3 separate regions of the Sus scrofa genome follow, and all the other regions are linked to region 1. The links are chromatin contacts, called in public Hi-C and HiChIP or PLAC-seq maps. All regions are on one chromosome and are shown on one strand. Each heading gives the region's core, a stretch centred on a gene start, on an enhancer-like site or on the middle of the called end of the contact. The rest is flanking DNA. Distances are from core to core; before and after follow the strand shown. Region 1 holds the start of GLYATL2 (glycine N-acyltransferase-like protein 2). Region 2 holds the start of ZFP91 (E3 ubiquitin-protein ligase ZFP91). Region 3 has its middle 41 kb from the start of CNTF.

Region 1 (3,984 bases), core at 1,019-3,518:
GGCAGAAGTGGAAGACTGCCACCTGCTGCTAAAATATCAGCTGCCTTTGTACACTGACGCCAAGAAGAATGCAGAGACAGAGTTGGAGGAGACAGAAAAAGTAGCTTTAGTTGCCAGGCAAAGAGGGAACACAGCAGGCTAGTGCTTCAAGGACTGTGGCCACCACCACTGCTCCCCACTCCCTTGAAGGAGTAGTGAGAAGTCTTACAGGGTTCAAGGAGCAGGGCTTGGTCAGCTTGGGGATATTCTGCGGACTGGTTGGTGGTAATTGGGAGTCAGTGTCATCAACCTTCTGGTTCCAACCAATCTGGGGTCTACCTGCTCCTGGACAGCATGCAATTGATCCTTCCACCTGGCGGGGGCTTCAGCACCTGCAAAACAGTTCCAAGGGCATGGCTCGGAATATTATCTAGAGTTCTGGAGGAAGAACAAAAGGTTCTTGACTTTGCTGAATGGCTGAACTATTACTCTTCTGTCTTGCTTGGCTGTTTTCCATTTTCTCGCTTCCCTGATTAAATGAATTCTTTGACTAAAGTTTTTCTATAGACAAAACGGCAGGTGGAAGACATGAGTGGGGGACCCCTCTAGGAAGGCCTCACAGGGTCCTGCTGGGCTACACACCCCAAATGGCATCAGGCCAGCAATTGCAAACATATGGTTCAGGTGCTATTCCGATGACCAGTAAATAGGAAGTGACAAGCATCAGCAGTCCACTGGGCTCTGGAAGCCAGAGCATTCGGGGATTGGCAGGATCCTGTGCTGGGTGGGATGCCATTACGAGTAGGCAGACGCCCACTGGGAGGTAAACATTTCAACGTCACCTAAGAAACAGAGGATCTGGGGACACAAGGCAGGTTTTTTTCTTTATCTTCTACTGAGCTATGGCCCTTTGAATTCTTTTTTTGCCTCTTCCTTTTCACAGCACCTCAAATAGACTTGTCAGTGAATGGCCAACATCGTTACCATCATAAGTCCAAGTTTCTCTGTCTCTCTCTCTCTCTTTCACTTTGGTCTATGTTATTCCTTGGCATGTTCAGTCTTCTGTCCCTTCCTGACCCTCCCTGGGGACTCACTATCATATATTGAATGTGATTGCTTTTACTTCACTCCTCGTCACACAGTTGGAATGGATTAGGATCTTTAAATCAACATGTCAAAGCAGAATTCACACACACACACACACACACACACACACACACGCGGCGGCGGCAGCAGCAGCAGAAGAAGAAACACCTCCTGCCTGGGATCTCCCATACCAGTTAATGGAGACTTTATCCTTGCTCAGGTTGCTCCATTCAAAAGCCCAGGAATCATCACTGAGCCCTCTTTTTCTCTGCTTTCCTGAACTTCCCATCCATAAACAAAACCGGTGGACGTGCCCTTCAAAATCAATGCAGCATCAAAACAGCATTCGCCCCTCCATCACTACCACTGCAGCCTGCCCCTACCACATCTCTGGAAACCTGGGGTAACCTCCCCCTCATCGCTTTCTCCTTCTGTATCTACTCTTGTCCCCCAGAGTTTGTCGCCCTTATAGCTGCCAGTGATTTTTTTAAAAATCAGATTATATGACTCCCTTGCTTCAAACTCTCTGTTTAGAATAAATCTCACATTTGTAATAAAATCCAGACTCCTTAACGTAACCTACAGTTTGCTTAGTGACCATGGCAAATACGAGTACTCCTGAAGTTATGATCCTTTCCAGGACAAATTCTCCGTCCTCAGAAACATCAGGCAACATCAACAGCACCCTCCCCTACGCCTCTTACTTTTCATAACTTTTTTTTAACATCTCCAGTCTACAAAGAAATGAGAATCAGCAAGTCCCCTTGGGCAAAAATTTGTCCTCCTTCTGTGTATGTTAGTACCGGTCACTTGTACCACTTTAAGATGATTTAAAGAAGAGCCGTGATTTGATCAAATTATCATAGTTTTTCTCTTTTCTTCCAGCCTTTTCATATTATTTTTACAATTACACTTCTAAGGTTCACTCTGTCCAAACCCCACTGAGCACCTGGAATTTAAACAATGATCACAGTTGCTCTGTATATAGTTTACATTAAGTCCAGAAAAGCTGTCAGTAGTATCCCAACACCATCAGTCTTTACATAAACATCCATTCTACTTCAAAAGGAAGGGTTACTCATCACCTACCAGTTCTATTTTCCCCTTCTTTGACCAGCTTCTCAAAAATAGCATCCAAAACGAAGGCACCCCCTCCTGTTCAGTTTCTTAAACGGTAAAATGTTTTCTCAAGCCCACTTTTTGGTCATCAGTTGGAAGATGGGTAACGCTGCAGCCCCCTTAGGACTGGAAATTTCTAATGCACGTTCTGGGAACCGAGAGGGCAGCTGCTGGTCTCTTCCTCCTGGTTGGAGAGTTTCTGTGCAACAGCCTCTAGATGAAGTTGTCACTTTTGCGGGGGACACCAAGTCTGCCGCCTGCTTTGGGCCACTTCATGCGCTGGAAGCTGGCGAAGTGTACGGCCACAACCCCGCAGGTTCCGGGCCAGGAGCCTCTCCTGGGAAGCTCAGTCCACTGCTGCTGCCCATCCTGGAGTGGCTGAGGGGATGCGATGGCCGCTCACTCAGCTTCAGCGACCAGGCTGTTGGGCCTGCTCTTCCGACTCCGGGGCTCACCGTTCCCACCCCAAGCCGCCACTGTGTAATTTGACCCTCGGGCAGAACGCTCCTCCCTCTACCGCCCCTCGCTAGCTCAGCAACTCTCCCGACTACAATAGATGCAGATTTGGCGGGCAGGGATGAAGGGAAATAACTGCTCCAAGTTTGACCCGGAACAAGGAAGCTGGCTGTGGACCTAGGGTGGGAAGGGAATGGATGAACAGGACCGGGGCGGGGTAATCACGGCCATCTGCGCGGCTGGGCACGTCTCTCCCCGTTACCCCGCGTGATGCAGTCCACACCCATCTTTTTCTGGCACCCGCTCAGAGGCCGGAATCGGCCAATCGGCTTCCAAAGTGGATGAGTGTCTGTCGGAAGAGCGCAGACAGCCTCTGCAGCTTCCCGCCCGACGGTCTACTCCCTGGCGCATTGCTCGCTTTCACTTGCTAGGGTGAACATTCCAGGAAGCCTCAGCGAAGCGCCGTCATCGCCCCTCTTCTGGATCCCAGCAAGGCTGGCACAGACACTGTTGGGGCAGATTCACAGCTTCTGTGAGTGGCTCCTCCGGTGGGAGTTCTTAGGGGATGGTTGTCAAGGGCGCTAGCTAGAAGGATCTCAGTCCAGATCCTAGGAGGTTTTGGAGGGAGAGGGACTGAGGCATCCTCCCGTTGTGGTAAACCACTCCCCAGCCTCAAGAGTTTTACACCTGGAAAGGCTTTGAGATAGTCTAGGTAGCTGTTCCAACCGAGGTGCGGTGGGGCTTTGGAGGGAGGGAGGGGGGCGCATGTAAGTTCCTTGGAAGTTACTGTTCCATCGATTTTGCCTACTTTTGTCCGTTTTGCTTTCAGACTGGAGGGTAAATCCGGTCCCTGGCACTTTATTTGGCCAGACGTCTAAGGTAATAACTGTCTTAATATTCTCGTCTCCTAGTTCTGTCAGCTGTGTCCACTTCTGGATCTGTTCCTTTTCACTAATTTTTCTCCTCATTGTGGATCATATTTTCCTGCTTCTTTTTTATGCCTGGTAATTTTTGACTGGACATCAAGCATTGCCGATTTCACATGGGGGGGGGGTGTTCAAGAAATGCTTCTATTCTCATCAATATTCTAGAACTTCCTTCTAGTGCACAGTTTGGAAACAGAGTCATCCTTCCAAGCCTTGCTTTTAAACTTTGTCAGGTGAGACCAGAGTGGCCTTTATCTAGGACTAATTTTGTCCTATTGAGTGTAGAGGCAATACCTTTCTGAAGAGACTGCCTGGTATATTATGAATTATGAAGTTTTCTAGTTTGCCTTTGGGAAACAGAAACTATTCTCAACCCTGTATGGGCTTCAGAATTGTTCCTTTTTTTCCTGTTGGGCAG
Region 2 (3,984 bases), core at 793-3,292, 250 kb before region 1:
ACCCAGTGTGTGAGGCTGGGGATTGAACATGCATCCTGTTGAGCCACAGCAGGAGCTCCTCATTTTGCTGTCTTTACTTATCTGGAAATTATGCTCACCTGCTTTCCTAAATAGACTGTCAACCCATTAAAGGCAGAACAGGATTATCAGGACCAGGTTACATTTTAATTCCCTCGGCCAGGTTTATTTCAGTGGTTCAAAATGCAAACTATAGGGGTTGTGAAGAATGAAACTGGGAGATTTGAGACACCAGGTTCTAAGCTGCAGACATCTCAATTAAGCACAATTCCTGCCTACTGCCTTATAGCAGTTTTTCTGAAAAGTCACACTGAGATTAACTTTCACTTTTTTTTTACTGCTGTGATTTTATTCACCTTGAATAAAACATTTAAAAAAAGCCTAATATGAGAAGGCAGTATTTAAAGAACTAAAACTATGGCTCTGTGATATAGATAGTACCCTCATTTTTACCAGTGGTGAAATAGATAATAGTAACTTGCTAAAGATAACAGAATTAGTAGGTAGCTTTGTAACTTGCTATAAGATAGATTTATCTTCCAAGTTTGTAATCTTTCCTCTACAACAGAGTGATCTCTATTTAGGTTACTCTAAAGGAATCATTTGTTCTCCATTTCATTCCATTGTGACTCTCAAAACTTTTTTTTTTTTTTTTTTTTTTTTTGACATAAAGGAGATCCCACCTCTGCATTACTCTGAGCAGCCATTGGATGTCAGTGCCATTCTAAAAGTATGCTCACTGCAAATGGGGGTTTGAAAATTTTCCATCTACACTATGACAGTTTTTACAGTTGAAATGCCAGTAGCCCCATGAAAGTGCGAAACATTCCACAAAGACTATGAACATTGGCCCATCTGAAGTGGTAACTGAACCAAAACACTGGAAGGAATAATGTTCTCAGCCCTTGGCTTGCAAATGTGGGACTCCAACTGCAGTTTAACTGAATGATTCATGTGACACTTAAAACTGGATCCCAAGATCTTGTTTCTATTCATTTACTTTGGAGACTTTTAATTCCGGAGTTTTATTTTCCATGGTTAAGAATCGTTCCTGCAGATCGCTTCTTGATTATAATAGATGAAAGTCAGAAAGGAAGGAACGCAAGAGGCTCACTACCCTCACCAAATCCAACTTGAAGATGAGCAAATGGAAACTTCGTTTTGATGCATTAGGGCAATTTAGTTGCACATGTTGGTGGAGAGAAAAGTAATTTCTGACAAAGCTGCTATTCTGACCACGCTTCCTGTGCAACACAAAACAAGTAAAAACCACAGAAGCACACGGCTTCAGGGCGGGGGGTGTGAAGGAGGCCTTCAATTTTCTGGGTGGGTCACCAGAGTCACGCAAACAACCCTTCATCCTTCTCTCCAGCCCAGGGACCACAGCCAGGTTAAGCAACTGACGCCAGTTCCTTGTCCCCGGCGACATCTAATAAAAAAACAATTCTACAATTCTTTCCACAAACTTTTATTAAAAATCAAATGAGTGGTGGTGATTGTGCTAAGCCCCCTATGAATCAATGGAACCACAATCAATCTTTGACTTTGAGACACTCACAGGTTAGTGGGTCAGACACAGGAGAAGACGGATATTGCAGATATGAACGCTAGCCAGTCTCAGACGATGTGCCATATAACCAAACAAAGGTAAGGGCTATTAAGTGGCCACCCTAGAAATGATTCGCCAACACCAAGTTAAAGAAGCAAGGAAAATCCTGCCAGGCAATCCCGACCAGCAACGGGATCAACAGTTGTGCCCGGACCTGCGCAGGCTCCTTGCGGCCTAACCCGGAAACACAACCTCCCCAGAAGAGCAAATTCTAACTGCGGAAAGAGTAAACTACCTTTCCCATCATGCACCAGTCAAAAACTCCCAGAAGCCTCTCCGCCTCTGGTTTCCTAGCTTTCTTCCTAAGGCGTAGGAGAAGCCGAACTTCGTTTCCCAGGATGCCTTTGGAAAAGTTAACCATGCTCATGCGCTAAGAGGCGGGCCCTACTTGCCCTCACGACCCCGCCTCTGTTTTGCCGCCGCCATTTTTTCAGAGACTTTCATCCGGCAGCCGACGGGGCTTTTTTTCTTAAAGGAGAAGCGACAGCTCAAAAAAATTTCCCCTTTCTCTCCGCAAGACCTAGCGGCGCTGGGGACAGAAAGGCCACAGACAGGAGAGTGGGATCAGGGTGGAGGAAGAAGAACGCCGAGGCTACTTCCGCGGCTTAAGGAAGAAAGCTAGAAAGAGCCCTTGCGGCATTAGCAGCTCCTTAGGGAGGCAGGTGCGCGCGCAGCCAGTTCAGGGTGCGCGCCAGGAGGGGAAAGAGGTGCGTTTTCTTCCCACTAATCTCCTCGCGAGACCTGACCCTCCCACTGCCCCTCGCGCGCGTTGAGCTTCGGAGGTGGGGAAAAAAAAAGGTCACTTTGGGATTGTCGCGAGACGCAGCCGTTTAACGGTGAGAACGGGTGCGCGGGGAAGGAAACCTCGCGCGTTCCCTCGGAGCCGTTTCCTGATTGGCTGAAGAAAGGGGTGGAGGCGGGAACCCGGTACGCCGCTGCGCGAGAGACTGTGAGGGGCGGGGCGAAGGAGCTGTTCCTCCTCTCCGATTGGCCCGCTGTGCGCCTGTGGCGGGCGCGCGCGCGCCGCCAGCAGTAGCGGGCTTTGAGTGGCAGGGGGCGGGGGGGGCGCCCTCGGAGACGGGCGGAGGGGAGGGGGGGAAAAAGAGGAGCGCAGTGAGTGAGCCGAACGCTCCGGGGGGCGGGGGGGAGCAGCGTCGCGGCCGCCGCCGCCTCCGCCTCCGCCGCCTGGGATTAGGGGGTGGGGGACGGACGAGTCCCGATGCCGGGGGAGACGGAAGAGCCGAGACCCCCGGAGCAGCAGGACCAGGAAGGGGGAGAGGCGGCGGCGGCGGCCAAGGCGGCTCCGGAGGAGCCCCAACAACAGCCCCCTGAGGAGGCGGCGGTGGCGGCGCCTGCGGGGACCACTACCAGCCGCGTGCTGAGGGGAGGTCGGGACCGGGGCCGGGCCGCTGCGGCGGCCGCCGCCGCCGCCGCTGCCGCTGTGTCCCGCCGGAGGAAGGCCGAGTATCCCCGCCGGCGGAGGAGCAGCCCCAGCGCCAGGCCTCCCGACGCCCCAGGGCAGCAGTCCCAGGCCGCGAAGCCCCCGTCTCCAGCTCAGGGCAAGAAGAGTCCGCGACTCCTGTGAGTAACGCAGTCTTTCAGGCGGTGGGAAAGACCCCCCTCTATCCGCACGCAACCCTCTCGGCTCCCGTAGCGACCACTCCACGTGACATCCTGCTTGCTCTGCCCCCTGTCGGCTCGCCTGCCAGATGTCACACCGCTTCCTTGTTAGCTGGCGGTCTTATCGGACCTCTCTGGCTTCCCCCGCCCCCCCGCCTGCCGGTCCAGCCACTTCTTTTCTTGAAATCTCCGTTGTGGGATACACTCCTTGTGCTCCCTAGTGACCCACCTCTTCCCTGCCGCCTCAGGCTTCTCCCCACCCTGGCATCTGCGCTCCCTTTGTCAGCCTATCCCTTTCCCTCTTAGGGCTGCTCTCCAGTATTACATCACCTCTCCATTAGGAAATCTACAGCACGCTCTTAGAGCTTAGCCTTCAAAATTTTGTCTCCTCCCCATTTCCCATTAATTAGCCCAAGGGCCAGTTGTACTAGTATCGTTATGTAGTTTTTTTCACTCTGTTAAATTTTCGCAGCAGTTTTCACTCTTTCCAAAATCTGGTACTTAAGAGTAGGGTAAAAACATGAATCTCTCAATTTTAAGTATAGAATCTTTCATATAACTTTAATTTTTTGACAAGTATAACAAGATTAGATAAGTTTTAAGTTTTTGACAAGCAGCATGTTTTTGTTTTTGTGTATGTTTTAATATAGGAACTTAGTCCTTAAAAATTAGAATTGTGTGAAAGGAATTCATGTATTGCCCAGAGATCATAGAGGAATCAAGAATACATGACTAGG
Region 3 (3,984 bases), core at 462-2,961, 170 kb before region 1:
AAAACCTTGGGAGGCACCAGAGGGGGACAATTTTCAGACATTTCCACTTAAATATTCAGCAATGCCTTTACTTTCCCATTTCTTACCTACGTATAATGAGACCCACGTTATTATTCCCTGTGCTCCTGCAGTCCTTGATTTGAGACTACCCCCCTGTAAGGGCTGGCACTGTTCCCTGCTGCAGCGTCCACTCCCACCTCTTTCTTGGCCAGTCAGTAACCTCCCACGGGTCACTCTCTCCCTGGCAAGTGTGTTCAGGCCATAAGCTGCTGCAGTCACAGTGTTTCCAGAAGTTGGGTTGCAATAAAAGTTAGGCAACACCTCTTGGATCCTATGCAGTAGGCTAAAGTCCTCTGAAATCTCAATACCTTAAAACAGATGGGCTCCTGCTTTTTGCACCATTCCGAAACCAGGGTGAGGTGGCGGTGGTGGGGAGAGGGTAAGAGAAGTGGGGCTTATTCTACAGGCCTTGGCTACCTCTGCTGCCCTCTGCTGGCTGAGAGGAAGACCTGCGCAGGGACTGCTTGGGGGTCTGCAGGCAGCCCTGTCCTGATTCTTGTAAGGGGCTGCCTACCAAGCCATCCAGGTAATACAGGTGCGGATTGCCTAGCAGGTAATACATGGTACGAATAGACAGGTAGGGATTTGGGTGTGTTGTTCACCTATACATGCGTTCAGGAAATGGCATCTTCAACCATCCAATTTCTTTCTTTCTTTTTTTTGGCCGTGCCCATGGCATGTGGAAATTCTGGAGCCAAAGTTGGATTCGCACCACAGCAGTGACTGGAGCCACAGCGACGACAACGCCAGATCCCCCCACCCCCACCCCCCGCTCCTCCTGCCACCAACACAGCGCAATTAGACCAAAGATCTCCTTCTGGAATTACTTTTTTTTTTTTTTTTTAAACTTAGTCCAGGTCTTCTGAGACTCCAGACCTGGATTAGACATCCAGAGACAAAAAGGGGGCAAGGATGGCAGAGACCAGGAGAGCCATCAGTCTGAAATTCATGCCTCACTCCTCTTCAGGTGATAAGGGGAGCCTGAGAGAGACGGCCCATCGGAGGAGCCCCGAGTCTTTCTGCTGTGCTGTTGTGGGCAGAAGCAGTGTTGGAACACACAGCGTCTGAGCAACAGAGGTGTGGACTTTGGAACCAGCTGCTGGGCTACTTACATGACCTGCAGCAGGAGATCTGAAGGGTACATGCTCATGGCCCTCACACCCCATGTTCAATCAGTCAGCAAATCCTTTTGGCTCGGCCTTTACAGCATCCTAACACTTTACACCTAAACCATTACCACCTGGTCCAGGCCTCTCTCTCCTCCCATTTCCAACCTGGCCTTCCTACACTTTCCTCTCGACACAGCCCCCTCATTTGTCTCATGGGTCCGTCCATTGGCCAAAACCCCACAAGGGCTCTTCAGCTCAGAACAGAAGCCACAGTCTTCTCACAGACCTGAAGACCCTACCCAGATTGGCCCGCTGCTACTGCTCTGATTTTAATTCCTGCAACTCTTCCCTTTATTATGCTGGTCTCTTTGTCCCTTGGTCTGACAGCCTTCCTCCTGCCTTTGGGTCTTTGCACTTGTTTCTTCTTCTCCTTCTTCTCCTTCTCTTTTTAATACCACACCTGCGCATTTGGAAGTTCCCAGGCTAGGAGTCTAATTGGAGCAGCAGCTGCAGGCCCCAGTCACAGGCACACTCTGTCCAAGCCGCATCTGCCAACTTGGCCACAGCTTGTGGCAACGCTGGATCATTAACCCACTGAGTGAGGCCAGGGATCAAACCCGCCTCCTCACGGAGGACACTATGTTGGGTTCTTAACCAGCTGAGCCACAGCAGGAACTCCACACTTGTTTCTTCTGCCTGGAAAACTCTTCCCCCATGGCCACATCATAGTCTCCTTAAGGACTTTCCTCTAATGGCATTTTTTCATGAGGTCTTCCTTTCTATAATTTTCTTTTAAATTGCCAAACCTCTCCCTGTCTTATTTTTCTCTACAGCACTTATGAGCCGCAGATGTACTACTAGGTGACTCATCGAAAATAAATCTGTTTCCCCCCAACAGTACAAGTGTATCAGTCAGGGTGGTCTAGGCTATGCTGAGGTAACAAATAATCCCCCAAATCTAACTGGCTTAACAGAAGTAAGATTTATTTTTCTTTCATGTCCTTGCGAGCTGCTGGTGGAGGAATTATTTTGGTGGATCTCGCTAACAGTGAATCAGCGATCTGGGGCGCTTCCATCCCACAACTCTGTTAGTTCAGAGTTCTTTATTTCAGCACTCCGAACCGTTTTGGCCCTGAAGCAACATACCACATATGCTACTGTTCCCATCTACAAGTACATAATGACACGGTCTTTAACTATGTGGATTTCCCTGTTCTAAAAAGAGACAATGATTTTTGCCACAATAAAACAAGGGAAAATTATATGCACACACAAACACTGTCTCTGTCACAACCTACCATTTTCGGCTCCCAAACCATGTTATTTTCTTCCCAATCATGGAACACACCCTCTTCTTCCCAGAAGAGATAATTGAAGTTCCTTCCATCCATCACTTTTTATTTCTATTTTTTTTGGCCACCGCATGACATTTGGAAGTTCCTGGGCCAGGGGTCGGAATTCAAGCTGCAGCTACAAAGCTTGCCACGCTGGATCCTTAACCCACTGCGCCACAGCAGGAACTCCCCATCCACTACGTCTTGATCAACGTCGAAGCATCCAGGACATACATGGTAGACTGTCAGGCCCAGAGTGGTCCCAGAGTTCAGGTTAAAACATACAGAGATATTTTTATCTTTCTTGGCATAAGGACAGAGCATATATCATTTCATTCCCAAGAGGTTATCTGTCCAAGGAAAATCAACGTGTTCTGTCAAGCAAGTCTTTATGATAAAACCAAATTCTTGAGGTTCAAAGTTTTCTGAAATTACATTAAGAAAATATTTTCTGTCTTTTTTTTGGAGGGGAGAAGGCCGCCACCATGTCATATGGAGGTTCTCAGGCTAGGGATCCAATAGGAGCTGTAGCTGCTAGCCTACACCACAGCCATACCAACATGGGATCATAGCCCCTTTGTCTGCAACCTACACTACAGCTCACAGCAAGGCCGGATCCACATCCCACTGAGCAAGGCCAGGGATCAAACCCGCAATCTCACGGTTCCTAGTCAGATTCATTAACCACTGTGCCATGACGGGAGCTCCAAGCTTCTCTTTCTCTCCTGAGTCCATTCTCTTCCTATCCTCCTGCTGACTTCACCATGCCCAGCTCCCAAGATCTCTTGCCCTCATTTGCCTAGTTTGTCTAGTTTGATCGTGGGCTCCTAGTGTGTCTCCCTAGCTGTGGGCTTAATCATTTTCAGTATACCTTCTCCGTGAGACCAGAGTGATGTGTGACATTGAGGATGTGACCCTGCTACTTGGTATTGGTCATTTGATGTCCATCAGGTGGTACAAGTTCTCCTGGGTCCATGGGAGCATTAGGCTTCCCTCACTTTGAAGGGAGGCGTGGCCCCGTGGCTTGCTTGGGTCTGTTAAAGGTGAGCAGACGTGACGAAGGTCCCTTTAAGAGCTAATAAGGGGAGTTCCCGTGGGGGCTGAGTGGGTTCCAAATCTGAGGATGTGGGTTCCATCCCTGGCCTTGACCAGTGGGTGTAGGATCTGGTGTTCCCGTGAGCTGTGGTGGAGGTTGCAGAGGAGACCTGGACCCAAGTTGCTAAGGCTGTGGCGGAGGCCGGCAGTTGCCGTTCCAATTTGACCTCTAGCCTGGGAACTTCCATATGCTGCAGGTGTGGTGCTAAAAACAAACAAACAAACAAACCAAAGAGCTACCTATGGTGCCTTAGAGGTTAGGACTTGGTGCCTTCACCTCGTGGAGTGAGTTCCATCTTGGATCTGGGTACTGAGATCCCATGTCAAGCTGCTGTGTGGAAAGAGAGAGAAAGCAAGAAAGAAAGCAAGAATAAAAAAAAAAAAAG

Evidence for each region. A called contact is a pair of places that touch in the nucleus more often than the background predicts. HiChIP or PLAC-seq counts read pairs in DNA pulled down with a chosen protein or histone mark.
Region 2: a contact with region 1 is called in an H3K27ac HiChIP or PLAC-seq map of alveolar macrophages. The contact joins the promoter of ZFP91 here to the promoter of GLYATL2 in region 1. A contact is called at or near these places in 1 of 5 promoter capture datasets (fetal skeletal muscle), 3 of 47 Hi-C or Micro-C datasets (embryonic fibroblasts and skeletal muscle) and 2 of 2 datasets of contacts at active chromatin or transcription factors (alveolar macrophages and skeletal muscle).
Region 3: a contact with region 1 is called in a Hi-C map of liver, with 2.1 times the contacts expected there. The contact joins the enhancer-like site here to the promoter of GLYATL2 in region 1. A contact is called at or near these places in 19 of 47 Hi-C or Micro-C datasets (alveolar macrophages, brain, embryonic fibroblasts and 12 more) and 2 of 2 datasets of contacts at active chromatin or transcription factors (alveolar macrophages and skeletal muscle).

What each region holds. Positions count from the first base shown.
Region 1 is chr2:12,278,377-12,282,360 of Sscrofa11.1, reverse strand. It overlaps GLYATL2 (glycine N-acyltransferase-like protein 2), which reads right to left and starts at 2,268. Exons shown (of 8, transcript XM_005660879.3): 1 at 2,155-2,268. It overlaps FAM111B (protein FAM111B), which reads left to right and starts at 2,975. Exons shown (of 4, transcript XM_003353861.3): 1 at 2,975-3,172; 2 at 3,470-3,519.
Region 2 is chr2:12,530,339-12,534,322 of Sscrofa11.1, reverse strand. It overlaps ZFP91 (E3 ubiquitin-protein ligase ZFP91), which reads left to right and starts at 2,042. Exons shown (of 11, transcript XM_021083007.1): 1 at 2,042-3,208. The coding sequence starts at 2,847.
Region 3 is chr2:12,452,253-12,456,236 of Sscrofa11.1, reverse strand. No RefSeq gene overlaps it. Among named protein-coding and RNA genes, the nearest start is that of CNTF, 41 kb to the left of the region's middle. Within about 2 kb of position 1,711, at least 2 of the 83 cell types and tissues checked have an H3K27ac peak or open chromatin away from gene starts, as enhancers often do. A contact at or near this core is called in liver, where this site is marked.